Linked DNA regions of Sus scrofa: region 1 is linked to region 2. Evidence: chromatin contacts called from public HiChIP or PLAC-seq data. All regions are on one chromosome and are shown on one strand. The core of a region is the stretch at or near the end of the contact, and the rest is flanking DNA. Distances in the headings are between cores, read along the strand shown. Region 1 has its middle 9.4 kb from the start of JARID2. Region 2 overlaps LOC106504325 (a long non-coding RNA gene).

The links. HiChIP or PLAC-seq counts read pairs in DNA pulled down with a chosen protein or histone mark.
Region 1: an H3K27ac HiChIP or PLAC-seq map of alveolar macrophages shows a contact between it and region 2, with 7 times the contacts expected there. The contact joins two enhancer-like sites. A contact is called at or near these places in 1 of 47 Hi-C or Micro-C datasets (fetal heart ventricle) and 2 of 2 datasets of contacts at active chromatin or transcription factors (alveolar macrophages and skeletal muscle).

The regions. Positions count from the first base shown.
Region 1 is chr7:11,346,714-11,350,904 of Sscrofa11.1, forward strand. No RefSeq gene overlaps it. Among named protein-coding and RNA genes, the nearest start is that of JARID2, 9.4 kb to the right of the region's middle. Within about 2 kb of position 2,313, at least 2 of the 83 cell types and tissues checked have an H3K27ac peak or open chromatin away from gene starts, as enhancers often do. A contact at or near this core is called in alveolar macrophages, where this site is marked.
Region 2 is chr7:10,834,517-10,838,621 of Sscrofa11.1, forward strand. All of the region lies in intron 2 of LOC106504325 (a long non-coding RNA gene), which reads right to left. Among named protein-coding and RNA genes, the nearest start is that of MIR9807, 77 kb to the left of the region's middle. Within about 2 kb of position 1,460, at least 24 of the 83 cell types and tissues checked have an H3K27ac peak or open chromatin away from gene starts, as enhancers often do. A contact at or near this core is called in alveolar macrophages, where this site is marked.

The DNA.
Region 1 (4,191 bases), core at 1,063-3,562, 510 kb after region 2:
AAAAAAAAAAAAAAAAAAAAAAAAAAAAAACCTATCATAATTATCAACACTTCCTTATTTTTTGTTTCCTTAGGCCTTGCTAGAAGTCTGATTTGCTAATCTGCCAATTAAATGATTAATTATTAGAGATTAGCAACTCAGACATCTAGCAAGACCTAAGGAAACAAAAACAAAATAAAATACTTAACATATGATAACCTATTAATGACTAATAACATTTTTAAAATTCTGTAATAGAACTTTCTTTTATATATATATTTATATTTATATATATATATATATTTTGTCTTTCTGTTTTTTCTAGGGCCACACCCACAGCATGTGGAGGTTCCCAGGTTAGGGCTCTAATTGGAGCTGTAGCCACCAGTCTACACCAGAGCCACAGCAATGGCAGATCCGAGCCGCATCTTCAACCTACACCACAGCTCATGGCAACACTGGATCCTTAACTCACTGAGCGGAGGCCAAGGATCGAACCGGCAACCTCATGGTTCCTAATTGGACTCATTAACCACTGAGCCATGACGGGAACTCCAAGATCCCTAAATCTTAGTGTGCTTTATCCCAATGGGAGAAATTTTCTTTTTAAGAATGATATTCCAGTGGTAGAACTCTCTGTTGGCCAATTAACTACTTAAAAGAGCAGCAAATGATCTGTGGTCAAACTTGACCTTAGATTTGAGAAAGGAGATATTTCAAGTGCCTCTCTTCACCCAGATAGTGATTTGGGTTGTGGATAAATAACAAGAGCCAGTTACTTTTGAGGATGCAAAGGCTATTATGCTGGGCTTTCAAAATTATTGCCAACTATTATAAAAATTGAAATTGTACTTGAATAATACTCTACTACAGTATAAGCCCATCTACTAAACTAGCAAAATCAAATACTTTGGCTGCTTCTTTTTTAAAAATTTTGGGGAAGAAAATAAAATGTTTTAGGTAGAAAAAGACATTCAATGTCTTTGATACTCATCTTTCACTCTTCTTTAGGGAAAAAAAAACCCTCAGATAGACAAGTGATGGTGCTAGATCTTGGGATAAAACAGGGAACTAGGATGAAAGCTGGAGGGGACAAGGTAGTCTTAAAAGGGATCCCCTTGTCCCAGCTGTGGAAATTGGACCCATCCCTGGGCCACAATACTAAAAATTGAGAAGCTTGCCCCCTTCCCCCAACCCTGCCCTGACCCCCACACTCATGTTCTCCAGAAAGTCGAAAGTGTTTGGATCAAGTTGGCCATGGCTAAGAGATCAAGTGCTGGGAATGCCATCTATTCAGTATCACCTCGTCTTGCAAATTCACGTCACAGGGGAAGTGGGTGCCCCAAGAGACCCACACACTCTATTCCCCATTACTAGAAAAACAACTCAGTCTCAGGCCTTTCTGGCCACTGGTCAGTTTCATTTGAAAGGCTAAATTTACAAGACAACTGTATTAGTTCACTGGAGCTGAGGTAACAAAGCACAGAGACTGGCTGGCTTATAAAGAACAGAAATTTGGAGTTCCCGTCATGGCTCAGTGGTTAACCAATCTGACTAGGAACCGTGAGGTTGCAGGTTCCATCCCTGGCCTTGCTCAGTGGGTTAACGATCCGGCGTTGCCTTGAGCTGTGGTTGTAGGTTGAAGACACGGCTCGGATCCCATGTTGCTGTGGCTGTGGTGTAGGCCGGCAGCTACAGCTCTGATGAGACCCCTAGCCTGGGAACCTCCATATGCCACAGAAGCGGCCCTAGAAATGGCAAAAGTACAACAAAAACAAACAAACAAACAAACAAAAAACCCAGAAATTTATGTCCTTGCATCTCTGGAAGCTAGAAGTCTAAGTACAAGGCATCCACCAGCTTATTTTCTTCTGAAGCCTCTCTCCTTGGCTTGTAGATGGCTGTCTTCTTTCTTCCTGTGTCTGCACATGGTCTTTCCTCTTGGAGTGTCTGTGTCCAAATTTCCTCTTATCAGGACACCAGCCCTATTGGATTAGGGCCCGCTGTAATGACCTCATTTTAACTTAATTACCTCCCTAAAGATCCTATCTCCCAATACAGACACATTCTGTGATACTGATGTTTAGAACTTCAACATTGTAATTTTTGTTGGGGGCACAATTCAGTCCATGACAGCAGCAGACAAATACCATTTGTCAGATAAATATGTCCACACTGGTCTCGAGATTTAGACTCACTTTATGAAATGTCTGGGCGTGTTATGTTACTCAAGTAACGTGAAATGTTTCATTTTGTCCTCTCCTTTCATAAGAGAAGTGCTGGCTGGGAAGGAAAATGGAGATCCCTTAAGTGCCACTTGTCAATCAGTTTCACTTCCTCAATAATTGCAACTCCTTGGTGGGAGTTGACCTCTTTGAAAGAGCACTCCAGATGCAGAGAATTATTTGTGAGCAAAATGATCGTTGGCATGATGCCAAATTCCATTCATTTATTTCAGAGACCTTTACCTACCATGTGGAGATGCTTTGCTAGGTGCTTTGTAAGTATGTAAATGGAGACAGTAAAGAATGTGATTCTGACTGTGTCTGAGACCTGGAAAAGTTTGGGACAGCTGCAGTCATATTGACATGGCTAAAGAATCTCCAAGGATCTGTTCTAGAGTAACTTTGGCAAATCTAGCCTCCTTCCTCCTGGTTTCTCCTGCCCTCTAGGTTGATAGAATCCCATGGGACACATTTTGGGTTTTAAGTTGCTTGGGAGATACGAATTCACCTACCAGTTGAGCCCCTTGTCTCATGTTTAGTGCCTTAAGCATAAGCTGTGATCTATCTTCTCTCTATCTATTCATAGTTTAATGTTTGTTCTTGACCATGCCCATGACATGTGGAAGTTCCTAGACCAGAGATGTAACCTGATCCACAGCAGTGACCTGAGCTGCTGAAGTGACAATGCCAGGTCCTTAACCTGCTGCACACAGGAGAGCGCCTGATCTTTTCATCGGTTTTCAACAAGCATGAACTGTGCTCACAGTTATATATATATACTTGACAGTATATACACTGTGTATACACTGTCAAGAAGGTACTGTTGTACCTAAAATTTATATTAACCGTGCTGGGTGAAATTGGTATAATCCTAAATTACCCAGATTGGCCTTGATTTGTACAGCATCATAGAATAATAGATTTGGGGAGGTCTTTAGGCCACAGTGTCCTTTTTCATAAATGAAGAAAGTAAGGCCTGGCAAAATGAATTGTCCAAAGTCACAAAAAAGCTGAGACTAAACCCTGAACCTTCAAGATTCCCAGTATAGTCTTGCCTGTAGGCTATACCGAATTAAATATCCACCCTGATTTTATAGTTTTTCTCTTTATATTTGCCTCCAATCATAACGGCCTAAAACCTTCTAGGTACTGTCCACCGTTTGAGAGCCCTTACCTTCCTTATCTCACGCACATAGGGACACGAAAAGACATTATCATTTTGTAGTAATAAAGGCCAGATTCTGGAGTTCCTGCTGTGGCTCAGCAGGTTAAGAACCCAACTAAAATCCATGAGGATGCGGGTTCAATCCCCAGCCTCGCTCAGGATCTGGCGTTGCTCTGAGCTGTGGTGTAGGTCACAGATGCCACAGGTGCAGCCCTAAATAGCAAAAAATAAAAATAAAAACAATAAAAATAAAGGCCAGCTTCTTTTTTTTTTTTTTGGTCTTTTTGCCTTTTCTAGGGCCGCTCCTGCAGCATATGGAGAGTCCCAGGCTAGGGGTTGAATCAGAGCTGCAGCCGCAGGCCTACGCCAGAGCCACAGCAACGCAGGATCCAAGCCATGTCTGCAACCTACACCACAGCTCATGGCAACGCTGGATCCTTAACCCACTGAGCAAGGCCAGGGATCGAACCCTCAACCTCATTGTTCCTAGTCGGATTCGTTAACCACTGGGCCATGACAGGAACTCCTTTTTTTTTTTTTTTTTTTTTTTTTTTTGTCGAAGGCCAGCTTCTGACAATGTGGACCCCCTGCCCTGTCCTAGGTTTTCTCGACTTTACCCCGATTTAGTGTCTCCTCCTTTTTTTCACCCCAGGTGTTGTTCCTGTCTGAGGACTGTTGGGAGCTACTTTGCAAGAGTGATGCAAGGACCCAGAGAGGGGGAGGGCAGAGTAAGGGGAGCATTTTAAGCAGGCACTGGGTCCTCTTTGGATGGATGGATGAATGCATGAACAAATGAAAGCTAGAAGGAGAGAAAAGAAAAAA
Region 2 (4,105 bases), core at 210-2,709:
GGCCCTGGTGTAGGCTGGCAGCTACAGCTCCGATTTGACCCCTAATCTGGGAACCTCCATATGCCGCAGGAGTGGCCCAAGAAATGGCAAAAAAAAAAAAAAAAAACCGACAAAAACAAACAAAAACAAATAGGATGCATCTCACAGCCTCCTTGACAAAGAATTGCAGTGATGATGACAATGATGAAGATGCTGATGACGACATAATGAAAGAAAAAAACTGATCATACCCTTTTCTACAAGTACCGCCTGCCTGTCTCCTTGTGCCCTAAATCCCTGGATGTGCCTACCTGCACACTCACAGGGGCTCGGCATGGTCGGAGAGCCTGCCGAGTTGGCAGCGGGATGTCAGTTTCCCGTGGGCGGCTGCTCTCTGTGTACCAGCCTGACTAATGTACTTCAGCGGAATCGGGGATGAAAAATGAAGAGGAAGTAAAGCTTGCTGCTAAAACATATGTGTCAGAAAATCATTATGAGTATTAAATTACAGCAATAAAATGAACCAGAACTAATTTTGCAAATTAAGATCCAATACGTTTTTTTCCATAGCCACACCTTTTCTTAAAAAAAAAAAAAAAAAAGCCTGGCAAAATAAGATAGAGCCTAAGAGTATTAAAACGGAGTCTAAGGGGGCTGGGATGGGATGGGAAAATGGAGAAAACCAGAAATTTCAATATGACAAAGAGATTAGCTTTCAGGGGCGGGGGAGATGGTAAAAATAAGGCCCATGTGCCAAACATACTAGTAAAATGCCCAGTTTCTGAGCTGACGTACCTCGTGCTGGACACGTAAAATGTATGTCCCCACACGGCTGCTCTCTTCTGCTGCCCCACCCCCCACCCCAAGGGTCTCCTGACCCAAGGAACGAGTAAGTTCCTAAATTTCTGACGCCCACTTATTTTTAGAAGAGCTTATCACCGTGGGTCAAATTAAATCTGAAGCTGTAAACAAACCTTTGGAGCTCTGCCTGGTCTGGAGAATAACAGGATATCTCCCGCCACCCTCCAGCCTGAGAAAGAGATTGTAATTAGCTCATTGTCCCCAAATAGGCACAAAGAGGGCGGGGCCGCACAAGCTCCCTTTCAGCCTTTCCAGGGACATCTCTGGGCAGCTGTTAATAAATGAAGTTACGTCTACCGTCTCCTGGGAACACGGCTGAGCACAACACCTCGTTCCAAAAGGCACGCTGAGGAAGAGGGTGAAACACCCCAGCCAAAGACTCACGGACAGGGTCCCCCACCAAGAGAGCAAAACGGGGTTCACCCCTGGGGTTCTATGCCTCCTGGCTGGGCTCTGGCACAACAGCGGGGGAGCTGTCTGTGACACCCAGAGAACCCAGCTATTTATAGCCACACAATCATTATAAATAAAGCTTTTACAAGGAGAACCCTGGCCCTGCATTAGTTAAAACTGTAAACTGGCAGCTATAAATAACTCGGTTACATGCTCAAGTGCGGCTACTGACTGATACTTCCTCAAATTTGACAAATACTGACAAGTTTGTTTGACAAACATCCCACTGACATTCATCTGATTTTGAATAAGCGGTGCTGCCTTTTTAATTTGGTCCCTGAGGCCGGGGGGGGGGGGGGGGGGGGGGGACTTCCTTTATTCTTTCCCTCCCTCACCTCCTGCACCGGGAGGTGTGTCCTCCTGTGTGTAGCTCTTCCCCCCTAATCACTGGAAGGGATTTGGGGCCATTTAAGGGGAAGCTTATTAAATCCACTGCTTCTCTCTCGGGACGGTTCTGCTGTAGGGGCTCTGCAAGGGTCTGGGGCGTTTTGTTAATGACACAATAGTGATGGAGGGGGGAGGGGAATGTGGTGGATGAAGGTGGGGAGGGGGCCCGAAGGGAAGGGCAGGTCTGAAGGGCAGATGGTTGGAATCCATCTGCAAGGGAGACTTGAGAACCTAAAAATATCAGAAGGGAGCCAAGAGAAGAGTCTGGACAGAGGGACCGACCTCCCAAGGTCCCTGATCCGAGAGCCTTCGAAGAGTCTAGATTGGGGTCCCTGAGGCGTGGGTGCTCACTCTAGGTGACCCACAATGACATCTGTCAGGAGTCATGGGATTTCAGAGCTCTGGGGGACATCTGGGATTGTCAGATGTAACTCAGTCATTTCACAGGGGGCAGAGTTGAGTCAAAGAGGCTCCCACAACTAGTTAGTGCAGAACCAGACTAGAGCTCAGCTCTGGGCTTCTTCATCATTAAATTAATTAACATACTTGGAGTTCCCATCCGTGGCTCTGCAGTTATGAACCCAACTAGTATCTAAGAGGATGCAGGTTAGATCTCTGGCCTCGCTCAGTGGCTTAAGGATCTGGTGTTGCTGTGAGCTGTGGTGTAGGCCGCAGATGTAGCTTGGATCCTGAGCTGCTGTGCCTGCGGTGTAGGCCGGCAGCTGTAGCTCTGATTTGACCCCTAGCCTGGGAACTTCCACATGCTGTGCACACGGCCCTAAAAAAGACAGAAATTTTTAATTAATTAACATACACAGTGTCTGGAACATTCCTGGCCTTGGTGAGCACGAGCTAGCATTATGGGAGTAGTGACCACCAGCCAGTCCTTCTGACCAGTGCTCTCTGTGTGTTGACTTTAAACACTGACCTACTCCCCACTGTCCCTGGTCCACATCTTCTCTGTCTGATTTAACTCTTATTTATTTTTATTTTTTTGCTTTTTTAGGGGCGCACCTGAGGCATATGGAGGTTCCCAGGCTAGAGGTCAAATTGGAGCTGTAGCCACCAGCCTACACCACAGCCACAGCTACATCAGATGGGATCAAACCCACAATCTCATGGTTACTAGTCAGATTCGCTTCCGCTGAGCCACGACAGGACTCCTGATTTAACTTTTAACATAACATGGACACAAGCTCACCTCCCCACCCCCCATCTTCCAGTCTATCCTAAATAGAGCTTCCAGAGCAATCTGCTAAGCGGACAGCTCTAATCATAAAACTGCTGCCCCACCCCCGAGCCCCCACCTCCTCGCCAGGCAAGGAGGCGTCACTCTCGGGGCCCAAGCGCGAGGCCTGCACCTGAGTGGGCATCTCCTTCAGTGGGTACCTCACCTCCTCCCCCAGAACAAACCCTGCCCCCCGGATCCGCATCTGCCGGAATAACCCCGGGCTTCTCAGGCTGGCCCATGACGCCCTCAGCTGCTGGTCCCGCTCCTTCTCCGGTCCAAAATCTATGCTTTCCCCTGACGTGGAGCCCTCGCTCCCCCCAGAACCTACACCCTGAAGTACGTCCCCGCTGCTTCCCTTTACGTGACGAAACACTGGCCACCTCTCAGGATGGACAGCGAAGGCCCAAGGAAGCCTTTGCTGACTGGTGAGGCGGCCGGGCCTCCCTCCCTGGAACCCCCATCACCCGCAGGTGCACGTCTCTTCCGCGCTGGCCCATCTGAATCCTGCCTCACGGTCACTGCGCACATGCTCAGGTTTAACCCGCTTTCCTAGCGGTGGGGGGCTCTCTTCATGATGTTGGTGTCTAGCGTGGTGTAGATATAGAAAAGGGGTAAAACATTTAAAAACTCTCCTTCTAAAAGTGCCAGCAGAAATGAACAAACAGAAATGTGAAAGTGATACATGACCACATCAGCTGGGGAATATTTGCTGAGATGGGTAAATCAGCAGCAAAACCTCTAAGAAGGCAGGTTTGCAGCAGCCCCGGCTAGGGCACGTCCAGGAAAGCTACAGAGGGATGTCCACCTGCAGACGGGAGCAGCCTCTGTGCTGATGAGGTGAAGATGCTTGCAGGGTACCGGGAGAACTGGAAGGGAAAAAGGCCAAAGAGCTGGGCAGCGTGGCAGTTAAATGAGCTGGGAGAGAAAGGGGCAAGTCTCTCATCAGTCAGCTGCCCTCAAGCATTTATTTAGAGCCTGCGTGCAACCTACGCGACAGAGAACTCCCTTAAAGAACAGATGTTTTCAAACTCGCAGAAGAGGAAACCAGATCTGTGGTCACCAGGCGGGAAGGCGGTGGGGGGAATTGGGTGAAGGTGGTCCAAAAGGTACAAACTTGAAGTTATAAGATAAATAAATACTAGGGCTATAACACATCACCTGATTAATGCAATTAACACGGCTGCAGGTTATACG